Linked DNA regions of Mus musculus: region 2 is linked to region 1. The links are chromatin contacts, called in public HiChIP or PLAC-seq maps. All regions are on one chromosome and are shown on one strand. The core of a region is the stretch at or near the end of the contact, and the rest is flanking DNA. Distances in the headings are between cores, read along the strand shown.

Region 1 (6,276 bases), core at 952-3,451:
TAGGTAGTAGCCTGAGACAGTTTGGTCTGGGTCACAGGAAGGGGTTTGCTTAAAGAGACTGAGGAGTAAGGTGGCTCCCTAGCCACATACGGGCTGGCTAAATCCTGTGTGGCTGGAAGCCGATGCAAACACTTACCATGTCTGTCTTTGCCTTCTCACCTTGCAGATGACCCGGAAGTACAGGTTTTGCACAGCATTGGTTACAGTGCCGCCCCCCGCCTCTTCCCACTGGTCTGGGCAGTATTGCTCCTACCACTGCTGCTGCTGCAATCTCAGTGAGGGTGTACGCTTGCCCTGGCTTATGGATTGGAATGGGACTAAGGGGCAGCCCCAGCCCTGGGAACCTCTCCCACTACACCCACAAGACGCCACCATGAAGCCTCAAAAGGTTCAGTATTAAGGGTTTTAACCGAAAAGAGTTTAACCAGCCCAACTGTGCCATCCCTGCCTCCACTTCAGAGGGATGGAGAAAGAAGTGGAGAAGGTCCTTAACCTGCAGTTTCTGCCTTTAAGCCAAAGAAACAAGCTGTGCGGACCTGGCCCATTAAGAGGCCTCAGTGGGAGAAGGGCTAAAAAGAGCCTGAGGTCATGCGGTTGGACACTGAACTTGGTAAAGACGTCCTTCCCCAAGGAAGCCATAATGTGCAGATGAACTGACCGAAGGAAAAGCTTGAGACAGCTTCCTGCGGGGGAGCCAGGTACAGAAGAGGCAGCTTGGGCTGACCCAGCATCTCTGCAAGATTTCCACCTGCTGGGCTGCCAGAGAGGTTTGTAGCCCGGCCCTGACTGCATCCTCCCCATCCCTGGGGCAACATTCCCTGGAGCTGTGCCAACAGGAGGACTGAAGCAGCCTGGTTTTAGAGTGTAGCTGTAAGGGCAGTGCCCGTGTGTACAGTCTGTGGAGTTTAGCTTAACGGGCAGGGCCCACATGTACAGTGTCTGTATATAAATGTGCTGTATCTGTTCATTTCTATGACTGCAGGGTTTTTTTATACAGTGTTTTTGGATTCATAATAAATTGATGGTTTTTTATGGACATGCTTTTCTGCCCCACCATGTTGATTTGTGACCAGTGTCCCCATTGTGTGTTAGGCTCTGTGCTAAACAGAAGCAATGGGGGGGGGGTGTGGGGGGGGGCAGGTATAATGCAGAGCTCCTTTTGCGGCTGAGGTGGGAAGGTTAAAAACTTGAGACTGCATGAGTAACTCAGACCTTGCCTCAAACTCAAAAATAAAAGGCTGGAAATGTACCCCAAGAAGTAGAGGGTTACCTAACGTGTGTCAGCCCTGAGTTCAGTCCTCAGGAGCACAAAACATAAGTAGCCAGGCATGGTGGCTCCTGCCTGTGACCCCAGCACTCAGAAGGTTGAAGCAATGTTGCCAAAATTCCAATGCCAGCCTGGGCTACAGTGTGAGACTTTGTCTCACCAAAACAAAACAAAAAAAGTAAATAAAAGACAAAATAAATAAATGGCTAGGATCAGTCTTACCAGGCTAAAGGAGTTTACTCCTGAGGGTTCTGCACAACTCCCTGCAAGAGTGGGCTATAGATTCCTCTCCGCACCCACTCTTTGTTCTTCCTGTCCAACTTCACCAGCCTCGAGCGCTGGGCTTTGGCACACCATGCAGGTACTCATGCTGTCTGGGTGAGTCAGGGAGCTGGATGCCAGCTGAAGCATGTGCGCTGCCCCACCAGCAGAGCCGCCTGGGAGGCTGGGAGGGAAAGTTCCCAGCAGCAAGTATGTTGGAACAGGGGGCCAGGGGTAGGCTTGTCCTTGGATAGGGCAGGTCGTGTAAGAGAGGACATCTGAAAGAGGATGGCAATTCCTGCTTTTGGGGGACAGACTGGAAAGAGGTTTCAATAACCTCCAGGAAAACCCTCCCAAAGCTGGGTAACCAAGGTTCTGATATGAATTGGGGGCGCGTTGAAGACCTGTGAGACTAAATTTGAGGTTTGTGGTCCAGCACACAAAAGCATACAAGAACCCAGAAGTTGAGGCTAGTGGTCTCGATGATGCAAGGGGTGCGCAGTGTGAGGAGGGGTCGGATCGGGGACAAATGCAGGGGCACTACTAAAACCACTAAACGCAATCTGAACAGCACGATCAGGACCCAGGCCCGCACATTACAGCAAACCACCCGGCCAGCACGCGGCGCTGGTTTGGCTGGGTCCCCAGTTCCGGTGAAGTTCGGGCGAGGGCGGGTTCCGGCGCGGTTCCACGGGGAAGGGCGGAGCTTCGCCTTCCGCAGCTCCGGGTCTGAGCTACTGGAACTCCGCGCTGGGCTAGGGAACCGGCTCCGGTGGGATGGAGGCGGGCGGCGTGGCAGACTCTTTCCTTTCTAGTGCCTGCGTGCTCTTCACCCTGGGCATGTTCTCCACTGGCCTGTGAGAGTGTGGATGGACTGGGCTGGGGCAGGAAGTCAAGAAATGAAAGCGGGCAAGAGACGTGGCTGCAATATCTTGCTGCTTTTGGAACCCAGAATAATAGTGGAATAGGATTGGATGATTTGAGGTCCAAGGCGAGGCTGCCTCTTGGCCTGAGGGGGGAGATCTGCTTGTCGTTCAGGATGATTGGTAAACACCGAGAAATCTTTTACCCACTCCTAACAATTTCCTTTGGATCCCTTCCAGCTCGGACCTCAGGCATATGCAGAGGACACGGAGCGTGGACAACATCCAGTTCCTGCCTTTTCTCACCACGGATGTCAAGTGAGAGTGTTGTTGGCTGTGATGGGAAAGGCTGAGGGAGGTGCAAGAGATCCCTGGAGACCTGCTGCAACCCCAGCAGCCCCTTGGACCTTAATCCTCCTTCCCTCACAGCAACCTGAGCTGGCTGAGTTACGGAGTCTTGAAGGGAGATGGGACCCTTATCATCGTCAATAGCGTGGGGGCCGTGCTTCAGACTCTTTATATCCTGGCATATCTGCACTACAGTCCTCAGAAGGTAGAGGCCCTCCCTTGCACTCACCTCCACCCCACACCTGGCCATGTTGGCAGAGCATATAGTTCTATTTCCTGGAAGATTAGTGGGATGGCATTAATTCCCTTTCCTAGAAGGCCCTTCTGGTTCTCCTGCCCATGAAGTCAACCCTTTAAAATGCACACAGAGCCACCCACCCTCCCCTTGTTCGAAATGCTGGTGGCTTACCCAACCCCGTGGTGTCAAGATATCCTGTGCTCCCCCAACAGGCTGGGGGAAGAGGGCTATACTGTCTGATAGTTCCTTTAGGGTTAGGACCAGGGCCAATGGCTAAGAATGGCCATTCGCTCTGCTTCCCCACTCAGTCACACTAACATTTATTGGTCTCTTATTGTACATGTATGTGAAGCTCACATGAAAAGGGGAGGGATCTAAAAATGGCTCTCCCCTTCCCTGGGGATCTCCAGTGTTGTGTGGCTGAGATTTCTCTCAAATAACTGAGTGGTGAGAGGCTGACGTGAAGGCCGGGATAAAAGTTGATTTCCCCATTAGAGCATGGCAGAAGACAGGAGGAGGCAATTCCAGCAGAGAGATGAGTGTTCTGGGTACAGATGCATGTAAGACGCCTCTCCCCTGCAGCATGGTGTGCTCCTGCAGACGGCAACCCTGCTGGCTGTCCTTCTCCTGGGTTATGGCTACTTTTGGCTTCTGGTGCCGGACCTTGAGGCCCGGCTTCAGCAGCTAGGCCTCTTCTGTAGCGTCTTTACCATCAGCATGTACCTCTCCCCACTGGCTGATTTGGTGAGTAGGGGTGGCCAAGAGGTAGGGGAGATGCGGAGAAGGGCTAGGCTCCCTGAGCCAGGGACTGGCTAATACTGGGGCGGGGGCGGGGCCCAGCTCTTGGAAGAAGTCAAGGTAGCAGAGGTGAGTGGGATGCAGGAAAAGGGCTGAATGAAAGACGCACCACAGGGATTGTGGTCTTTTTTCCGCGAGGAAATTCTCTGGCGAGGACTCAGGAATGGTTCTATGAACCTGAACCAGGCACATTTTTGCCGTAGGCCAAGATCGTTCAGACTAAATCAACCCAGCGCCTCTCCTTCTCCCTGACCATTGCCACGCTCTTTTGCTCCGCCTCTTGGTCTATTTACGGGTTTCGCCTCCGAGACCCATACATCACGGTAAGCAGACTCTAGATTGGGACGTTGGGTCTACAAAGCAGAGTCTGGTCTTTCTAGCAGCTTTTTGATTGCAGGTGCCCAACCTTCCAGGAATCCTCACCAGCTTAATCCGCCTCGGGCTTTTCTGCAAGTACCCTCCAGAGCAAGACAGGAAGTACCGCCTCCTGCAGACCTGACCCCAGGCACCCGAGTGCCAACTGGATACCAAACAGAGCTCCTGTTTCTGCTGGTCCTTGTGACCAGTTCCATGGATGCAATAGGTTGTGAGAAAAAGATGACTTTGAAACTAAAGGGACCAAAGATCTTTCCTTAGATCAGATAGGACCTGTGGGATGAAATCACATTTTTACAGGAGATCATCTTTTCTCATTTCGGAGGCTGAGGTGGTATTAGAATGTGCCTTAAAATAAACTGTTCCCCACCCCTGCCTGCAGAGTGATGTGTTCTTCGCCATTCCCAACCTGCCTGACTTGACAGACAGAGGGCCTACTGCCTGGGGGGCCTGTAGGATTGGCTCAGAAAAGGGATTTGAAAGAACTAGAAGTTAGGACTGGAGAGATGGCTCAGTGGTTAAGAGCACTGACTGCTCTTCCCAAGGTCCTGAGTTCAATTCCCAGCAACCACATGGTGGCTCACAACCATCTGTAATGGGATCTAATGCCCTCTTCTGGTGTGTCTGAAGATAGCTACAGTGTACTCACACACATAACATAAATATTTTTTGTTGTTTTTTTGTTTTTCAAGACAGGGTTTCTCCGTGTGGCCCTAGCTGTCCTGGAACTCACCCTGTATACCCGGCAATAAATCTTTAAAAAACAAAAAACAACTAGAAGTTAGAAAGATCCAGGAAGTCCTTTTAAAAAGAAAAGAAACCTGGCAGTGGTGACACACGCCTTTAATCCCAACACTTGGGAGGCAGAGGTAGGCGGATTTCTGAGTTCGAGGCCAGCCTGGTCTACAGAGTGAGTTCCAGGACAGTCAGGACTGCATGGAGAAACTCTGTCTCAAAAAACAAACAAACAAAACAAAAAAACAACCAACTTGAAAGCTGTGAAGAATGGAAGGAAGTTAGGGACCCATGCTTCCTGCGCAGCCTTGTATGGGAAGCCTCGCAGCACTTCCAAGGTTGAAGCTGAAGCGGGAGGACCACAGGTTGAGGGCAGCCTGGGTAGCACGACAGGGTTGGTTGTAAGCCAGGTTGAACTACTTATTAAAACCATATATATTAAAACCATATACACAAGTAAACAAACCTGTTTTGGGGATATAGTTCAGTTGTGGACTTCCAAGTTTGAAGCCCAGCATGACATAAACTAGTCTAGTCATGGTGGGTTTAGCCTGTAATTAGAGACGTTAGAATCGAGATAATCCACAGCCATATGGCTGGGGTCAAGGCCAGTCTAGGGTACATGGCATCCTATTTCAAACAGAAAAAAAATCTTGAGAAGGGAACAGAACACCATCAAAATGCAAAGCTAAGTAAGGCCTGGTAAGGTGGTTCTCCTGCCCCCTCACCTCTTGACCTCTAGTATATAGAATCCCCATCCCACCCCCCACCCCACCGCTATCCTCCATACTCAAAACTACACAAGATTAGAAAATAAAACTGCATTTTAATGCGGAATGAGGAAAGATGTCCAGACTGGAATGGGTTTAGGTGTCAGAAGCGCAGCCCCCTGCGTGCTAAATCAGCTCGGGCCTCCACGATCTGGCTCTGCAGCTCTCGGGCAGCGTCCTCGCAGTCGTGAAATGTAGCTACGCGATAGCCCACCGTGCCCAGGGCATAGCAGCCAGCGGAGACCAACAGGTAGGCAGGCAGTGGCCACAGGACCTCTCGGCAGGGGAAAGGCAACTCCAAGCCCAGTGCTCCCATGGTCAGGGCAGCCCAGGCAGAGCCCAGGAGAGCCAGTCCCCAAAGCCACTGTGTTAACTTCGTCATGTTGGCTGCAGGGAGAAAAATCAAAGCTAAGGGTTCTTTCTACCGATCCCCGCTCTGCATCTGACATTTATTCCCAGTCTCCGCCACCCATTTCCGTCTTTCCACTCTGCCCGCCACCTAAGCGTACCTCCGTGTGCCGCGCTGACAAGGCCCGCATCAGCATCCGGAAGTCCCTTTCTACTACCGCCCTTTTTCCGGGCTGCCTTCTGGGAACTGTAGTTCTTAGGACAATTTCGGCC
Region 2 (6,276 bases), core at 2,727-5,226, 160 kb before region 1:
AAGCTGAGAGAGGACAATGACTTTGGTATGAGGAAGACGTCCTCTCAGCATCTCTTACCTACAGTCTTGAAGCCCAGACAACTGCCCTAGTCAGGAACTCTCCTATTTCCTCAAGGTATTTGGTGCTCCGAGGGGAATGGAGTAAGTCAGGTGCAGGGGAAGCAAAGGGACACAGAGAAAAAGAAAGAAATCCCCATTTGTCTCCTGAACCCAAGGAAAGGGGCTCTACCTCAGGGAGCCAAGGAACCTTGAACATTCGACTCCAAGAGCTACAGCAGCAGCCATGGGGCTATACAGGTATTGTAGGCACGGGTGTTGGGGTCATCTGCGCACAGGACATCCTTGCTCTCTAAAACTTCCTCCAGCCCATTTTCTCTTGCAGCCTCTGGTTAGACTCTAGGAATGGCTCTGCTCAACCAGGCTTTAGCTTCCTGGATCTCTGAAGGTACTCAGTGCACAAGTTCCCAGAAAAAAACAAAAACAAAACCAACAACAACAGAAGACAAGCAACCCAGGCTTTTCTGCCTGTCCGCCTCAGTTCCTTTTCTGCTTCCAGGAAACATGTTTCTGCTCCATGGAGATGGGATGCCAGTGGTGGAAGACAAGGAAAGAAAGAGAGCCACTCTGCAGGAGCACGGTGGAAAAGGTGCACTTTCCCAGGCCATGGTACTAGAGTCACCCATCGTTAGCAGCCACCAACTGGCCCATGCCCTCTCGGATGTAGACAGACTGGATCTCCTTGGTCTTGAGGCAAAGATCACAGGCCCAGACGGCAGAGGCCTCGGTGGTCAGCAGGCCGTAGGCACTCTCGGTCATGCCGGTGCACTCGCGGTGAAACCACTTCTGGCAGGAGGCCTCACACAGAATGGCATCCTGGTCATCATTTACCTCACTACGGCAGGCACCGCAGGGGTACACCAGGCCTGGGGGAGGCTGGGGCCCTGAGCCTCCCCCTGCCTTGCCGGGGGGTGCCAGACTGTTGGCATCTGGAGTGCCCCCACCTCGACCACTGCTGCTAGGGGGGAAACTGGGCTGATTCCCATTGACAGCAGCAGCGGGGGAGCCCGAATGGGGCTCCTGGGGAAAGGCGGTGGGAGCCGGTGGGTTCAAGGGCTTCCCACCATCCTCACCGCCAGGGCCAGGAAAACCAGGGTCTGGACCAGGGAAGGGACTTGTGTTGGGGGGCAGGCTGGGGAGTCCCTGACCAGGTCTCTGAAGAGAAGGACCAAAAGGTGCTCCTGGTTGGGTAAAGCGTTGGGGGAGAGGAGGAGGACCCAGCTCCCCTCTAGGAGGCTGTCCCATGGTCGGTGAGATCATGGGACCAAATCCGCCTACTGGGCCTGGCATCACCTGCCCACCAGGTGGGCTAAAGTTTTGGCCCAGAGACTGGTTGAAGGGTTGACTGGGAAAGTTCATGTTGCCAGGGGGCGGGTAGCCAGGGCCCTGAGGGGGCATATTAAAAGCTGGACCCATAGGGTTGGGGGGAAAAGGAGGGGGCTGCCGACGAAGTGGCTGGGGACCCCCTCCTCCTCCAGTGCCGTAGCCTGGGGGTACCTGGCCTGCCATGCCCCCCTGTACACGAAAGCCTCCAAAGGGCACCGGACTGCCGAGGAACGGAGGGCCTGCGCCCCCCACTTTAGGGGCTCCGAAATCATCCTCAAAAGGGTTAGAAGCGACCAGATGATCCACCATGGGGGTCGGGGGTGGGGCGAACTCCGTCAGATGTGAATATGCAGGACCCTGGTGAAAACAGGAAGAAGATGGGAGACAGAGGCCAACAAGGAGAGCACCGCAGACACAACACACTCTTTGGAGGCTGACGCAGCTCAGATCCAAACCTCTGGCTGACCTTAGACACGCTAGAGGGTGCAAGGCAAAGCCCATGGTGCAACAACCCCACGGTGCAACCGCATTGTTTAAAAAACCAAAACTCCAACAAGGCAGATAGGGTTGGAGGGATAGCTCAGTGGTTAAGCACCAGAGTGATTCCTAGTACCCATGTTGGAGGGATCACATCTCTGGCCTCTCACACATCATATAGCTAAATGCAACAACAACAACAACAACAACAACAATAATAATAAATATCAAAAATCACAAAAAATACAAAACCCAGGTCTGACCTCAAAGTAATTACTTTTTAAATTTTTTAAATTTTGAGACAGTATCTTTTATAACCCAGGCTGACCTTGAACTTCTCACTGTCCTCATCCCCCTACCTCTGTTTCTGGGATGTATATATCTGGTTTATAAGGTCCTGGAGTTTGAACTCATGGTTTTGTGCACAATAGGTAGGCTGGCACTCAGAATATTTGTTTGTTTGTTTGTTTGTTTGTTTGTTTAGAGTTTCTCTGTGTGGCCACCCTGGCTGGCCTGGCCCAGGAAGTATTTAATTTTATAAAACTAGTATTTTCCTCAATTTTTATAATATAAACGGTTAAAGCACTGTAGCATTATGACACTTAGAAAAGATTCAGTAAGCTGAGCCTGGTGATACATGCCAGTCATACCAGCAACAAGAATCCAGGCTGGAGAAATGGCTCACGGGTTTAGGGGCACTTGCAGCTCTTGCAGAAGCCCTGGGTTCTGTTCCCAGCACCCACGTGGTAGCTCACAGATGCCTCTCCTCCAGAGTTCTGGGAAAGGGACCCCGCACTTGTCCAGAGGGTCCCCAGCACTACAGAAACCAGTATGGCGGTGCACATCTGGAATCCCATCACTTTGGTAAGCCAAAGCAGGAATATCATAAAGATCCAAAGCCATCCTTAGCTACACGGCAAATATGAAGCCAGTCTGGGACACAAGAGACCTTGTCTCAAAAAGGAAGGGAAAGGAGCTGGGCTAAACGCTGTCATCAAGACAGAACTAGGATCCGAAAGGAAAAAGAAGGAAGAGTATTTCTGTTTTTTTCTTGACCCTGCACCTGGTGGAAAGCACAAGAGGGCAGCCAGGTACACAGCTAGACAAAGCAGGGGGGGCTTCTACGATACTCCCACCACAGACCCCCATTTACCTGAGTATTGGACTTTCTTCGCTTCTTTTCAGGGCTCTTCATTTGCAGACCTAGAAGAGCAGCAATGGGCAGACGGAGGCAAGTTTTCCCGAGGTTTCTACAAGTCTCTTTCCTCCCAGCCACTCTCCAGACTCTAACTTCCACGTACACTTGCTTACTTATTTAAGAAACAGGGGTGAGATATGAAAAATGGCTAGTATGACTATACTCTCAGCTACGTCTTCCTGCAAATCAAAGATAACCCAATCTCTTGAAACTACCAGGTTTGTCTCAATTCAGTGTCATCCAAAACCTGAAGTGTTCTGTGACACCTGTCTCCAACCACTGACCCTTCTCACCTGAGGCTACCTCCAGGCTCCTAGGCAACCTCCCCCATCCCCCAACCGTTCCATCCGAGGTTCCAGGGTCCCGGGCCTCAACAGCCCCTGCCCTTCTCTGCGCTCTCACCGGCCTTGCCCTGCTTCCTCCCGGTGCTGGGCGGCGCGGGGGGCGGTGCGGGGCCGCTGCCTCCCTCCAGCTTGTCCGGTGGGGGCGGCGCCGAGGCGGCCATGGATTGGGGACCCGAGTCAGCGTCGGCGGGGGATGGAGGCGTCCTCGGGCCGCACCATCGCCCGGAGGGGAGTCAGGGGCAGCGCAGCCCCCCCGAGCAGCAGCAAGCCCTAGCCACGCCGAGGGGGAAAGCACAGAGCCGTTGCACCAACTGCGCGCCTGCTCCAGACTCACCGCCCGCCCGCAGCCACAGCAACCGGAACCGGAACTCCAATGGGTCACCACCACGGAACGCGGTGGGGAGGGAAAGCAGGGAAGGGCCCAGACGCCGCACCCAGGAAGGCTGGGCCTCGCCACGCCACTCCTCCGAAGTGCGCCTGTCGCCGCCCAGCTAGCCCGGTAGCAGAGTGGAACGCACCACTCGACAGGGGCCGTGCGAGCTGCGGGTGGGCCTGGGGGCGGTCCGGACACGCCCCTTCCCGCCGCGAGCCAGTCGCCTTGCAGATACGTCCCTACCGCACAGCCTCGCAGCTCCCCAAATCTCTGCAAACTGGTGCCTGCGGGCTGGCGCTGGCTTGGAGCCCACTGGACCTAGCCCAGATGGGGTCCGTCACCACCTCCCACAGACAGCCCCCATCAATCAGACTTTCCAGAGGAGTTGAGAGGCCGAGGTAAAAGAAATACGAACTTTAATGAAGACTATTTCCCTTTGGTATAAGACATCCAAACCAAAAATTTGGCGACCATTCCTTGTCCAGAAAGCCTACACACAGAGTGAGCTTGCAAGGTTTCTGTGCTGGCTGCAGCTGCCCGAAAGCAGAAGGTAGGATCTAAAACTATCACATCATAGTCCCACAACACTGCTCAGCCAAATTTCTGCTCAGTTGTCTTGGCGAAAAAGAAAAAGGGGGGGGGGAGGAGTGGGGTACAATCCTGTCCTAGTTAAGGCCAGGGAGTAAAATCCCAACAGTTGTTTAAAAAAAAAAATAAAAGTTTGGAAAAGTCATCGAGGTGATGTATAAATGTAATTGATTATCATAATTCTGTGCTCAAAAGTCAGCAATGAAAAACAAAACCAGGAAAATAAATCTACAGCCCTAAAATGTATACATGTTTTTTAAAAAAGAGAGTGCAGTTCCAGACCTGCAAATGGTATTGGGGATTGTCTACTGCTTCAGTCTTATTGCCTCCACAAAACCCACACTGACTGTACACACCCTGGAGGCCCAAGTCAGACGCACACACCTATCCCAAAGGAGGGAGGCAGGATGGGGTTACAGTGAGGGCTATACTTTGGCTGTAGACTATAACACACATGCAAACATGGGAGGAGCAGGCTTGAGAAATGTATACAGACCCCTTGGAGGAAAGGCATTGAGGTCAGGAGGCACTGAGCAAGATGGGTCCAGTCCTGCCCCTCCCCGCTACCATCAGGAAGAAGGCTCTGGGGTAATCGCTCTTTTTGGTTTTTGGAGACAGGTTCTCTCTCCATAGCCCTGGCTGTCCTGGAACTCACTCTGTTGTAGATCGGATGGCCTCACAATTCCTCCTGTCTCTGCCTCCTGAGTGCTGTGATTAAAGGCGTGCGCCACCATATTCAGGCTTGGGGCAATCTCTTAAGGGCTGCACATCCGAAAGGCAGAGCAGATAGCGGCCACTCCTGTCCCTATTCTCCCTAGACACAGGAAGGGGTGCTGAATAGGACAGGGCTCCAGAAGCCAAGGTGGCAGTAACCCCTGTCCACACGTGAAGGGCCTGAGAACTCTGCATTAAGTATCTGCAGACCTATGATAGTCAAAGGCACAAAGTTTAAGGGGAAGCAGAGGGAGTGGGATATGTTATGCGGGATCTGGGGTACCCTGAAGACCCAGGAGTAAACCAGAGGTATAATTATTTCCCTTCCCCCAAAGGGCAGTTGCTCCACTGGGCCTATCATCACAGGGCATTTTCCATTATAAGAACCCACCCTTTGGGGGGGAAGGGCATCAGGTTGGCACAGGCAAGGCCCAGACAAGGGACCACTCTGCACATTAATACTTTGGTGAAGTTTGGCCAGAGGCAGGATGCTACCCCAGGCTCCTTACTGAAACCCTCTTTTTCTCTCTCTCAAGTGGGCACTAAACCCATGTCCTCGTTGCTCCCAGTTCCCACCCAAGGCCAGACCCACAAAACAGAGGTCCCACAAGTTAGAGAATACGGGAGACGGAAATGGAGAGCATCCTGTTGGAGAAGCTGAGAAGGATCACACTTTCCGATCCACGGGTTGCTGTAGGCACAGTTCGCTGCCCGCAGAGATGATGGGCAAGTGATTGTCCATGTGGTAGCTGATCAGGTGACTGACACTCTCAAAGCGGTGATCCTTTGTCCGAACCTGGGAGGCAGGGAGAGAAGGTTGGGTCAAGAGAAGAGCTCAGGAAGACTGAGGAAGGCGGGCCAGCAGCCGTGATTATCCAGGCATCTTTACAGAAAAGACAGTCACATGGGTGGGAATGGGCAGTGAACTGGGCGAAGGGGAAGGAGACCAGAAATCACGGAAGCTGACAGTGAAAATTCTGACTTGAAGGAAGCTGGTGTCTCTCAAAAGTGACACAATGCAAAACCAAGGTGGAAAAAATGCTGAGAAGAGAAAAGAAACTGAGCAGAGCGGTGGCGGCACAGCCTTTAATCCCAGCGCTGGGGAAGCAGGGCAGGCGGAGCGCTTCAGTTCGAGGTCAGCCTGGTCTACAGAGTGAGTTCCAGGGCTACACAGAGAAACCCCGTCTTGAACCTCACCA

What was found. HiChIP or PLAC-seq counts read pairs in DNA pulled down with a chosen protein or histone mark.
Region 2: a contact with region 1 is called in an H3K27ac HiChIP or PLAC-seq map of embryonic stem cells, with 7 read pairs. The contact joins the promoter of Pygo2 here to the promoter of Slc50a1 in region 1. A contact is called at or near these places in 3 of 39 promoter capture datasets (erythroid cells, liver and pre-B cells), 1 of 484 Hi-C or Micro-C datasets (embryonic stem cells), 7 of 115 datasets of contacts at active chromatin or transcription factors (bone marrow-derived macrophages, effector CD8 T cells, embryonic stem cells and 1 more) and 4 of 9 other capture datasets (adipose tissue, liver, macrophages and 1 more).

What each region holds. Positions count from the first base shown.
Region 1 is chr3:89,266,495-89,272,770 of GRCm38.p6, reverse strand. Slc50a1 (solute carrier family 50 (sugar transporter), member 1) reads left to right here and starts at 2,201. Exons shown (of 6, transcript NM_009057.3): 1 at 2,201-2,385; 2 at 2,632-2,709; 3 at 2,821-2,944; 4 at 3,560-3,721; 5 at 3,979-4,098; 6 at 4,173-4,525. The coding sequence starts at 2,306. The coding sequence ends at 4,274. It overlaps Efna1 (ephrin A1), which reads left to right. Exons shown (of 5, transcript NM_010107.4): 5 at 167-1,041. The coding sequence ends at 279. It overlaps Dpm3 (dolichyl-phosphate mannosyltransferase polypeptide 3), which reads right to left. Exons shown (of 2, transcript NM_026767.4): 1 at 6,165-6,276; 2 at 5,692-6,042. The coding sequence starts at 6,037. The coding sequence ends at 5,759.
Region 2 is chr3:89,427,914-89,434,189 of GRCm38.p6, reverse strand. It overlaps Pygo2 (pygopus 2), which reads right to left and starts at 3,976. Exons shown (of 3, transcript NM_001293768.1): 1 at 3,461-3,976; 2 at 3,014-3,063; 3 at 1-1,740. The coding sequence starts at 3,563. The coding sequence ends at 676. It overlaps Shc1 (src homology 2 domain-containing transforming protein C1), which reads right to left. Exons shown (of 12, transcript NM_001113331.2): 12 at 4,161-5,873. The coding sequence ends at 5,745.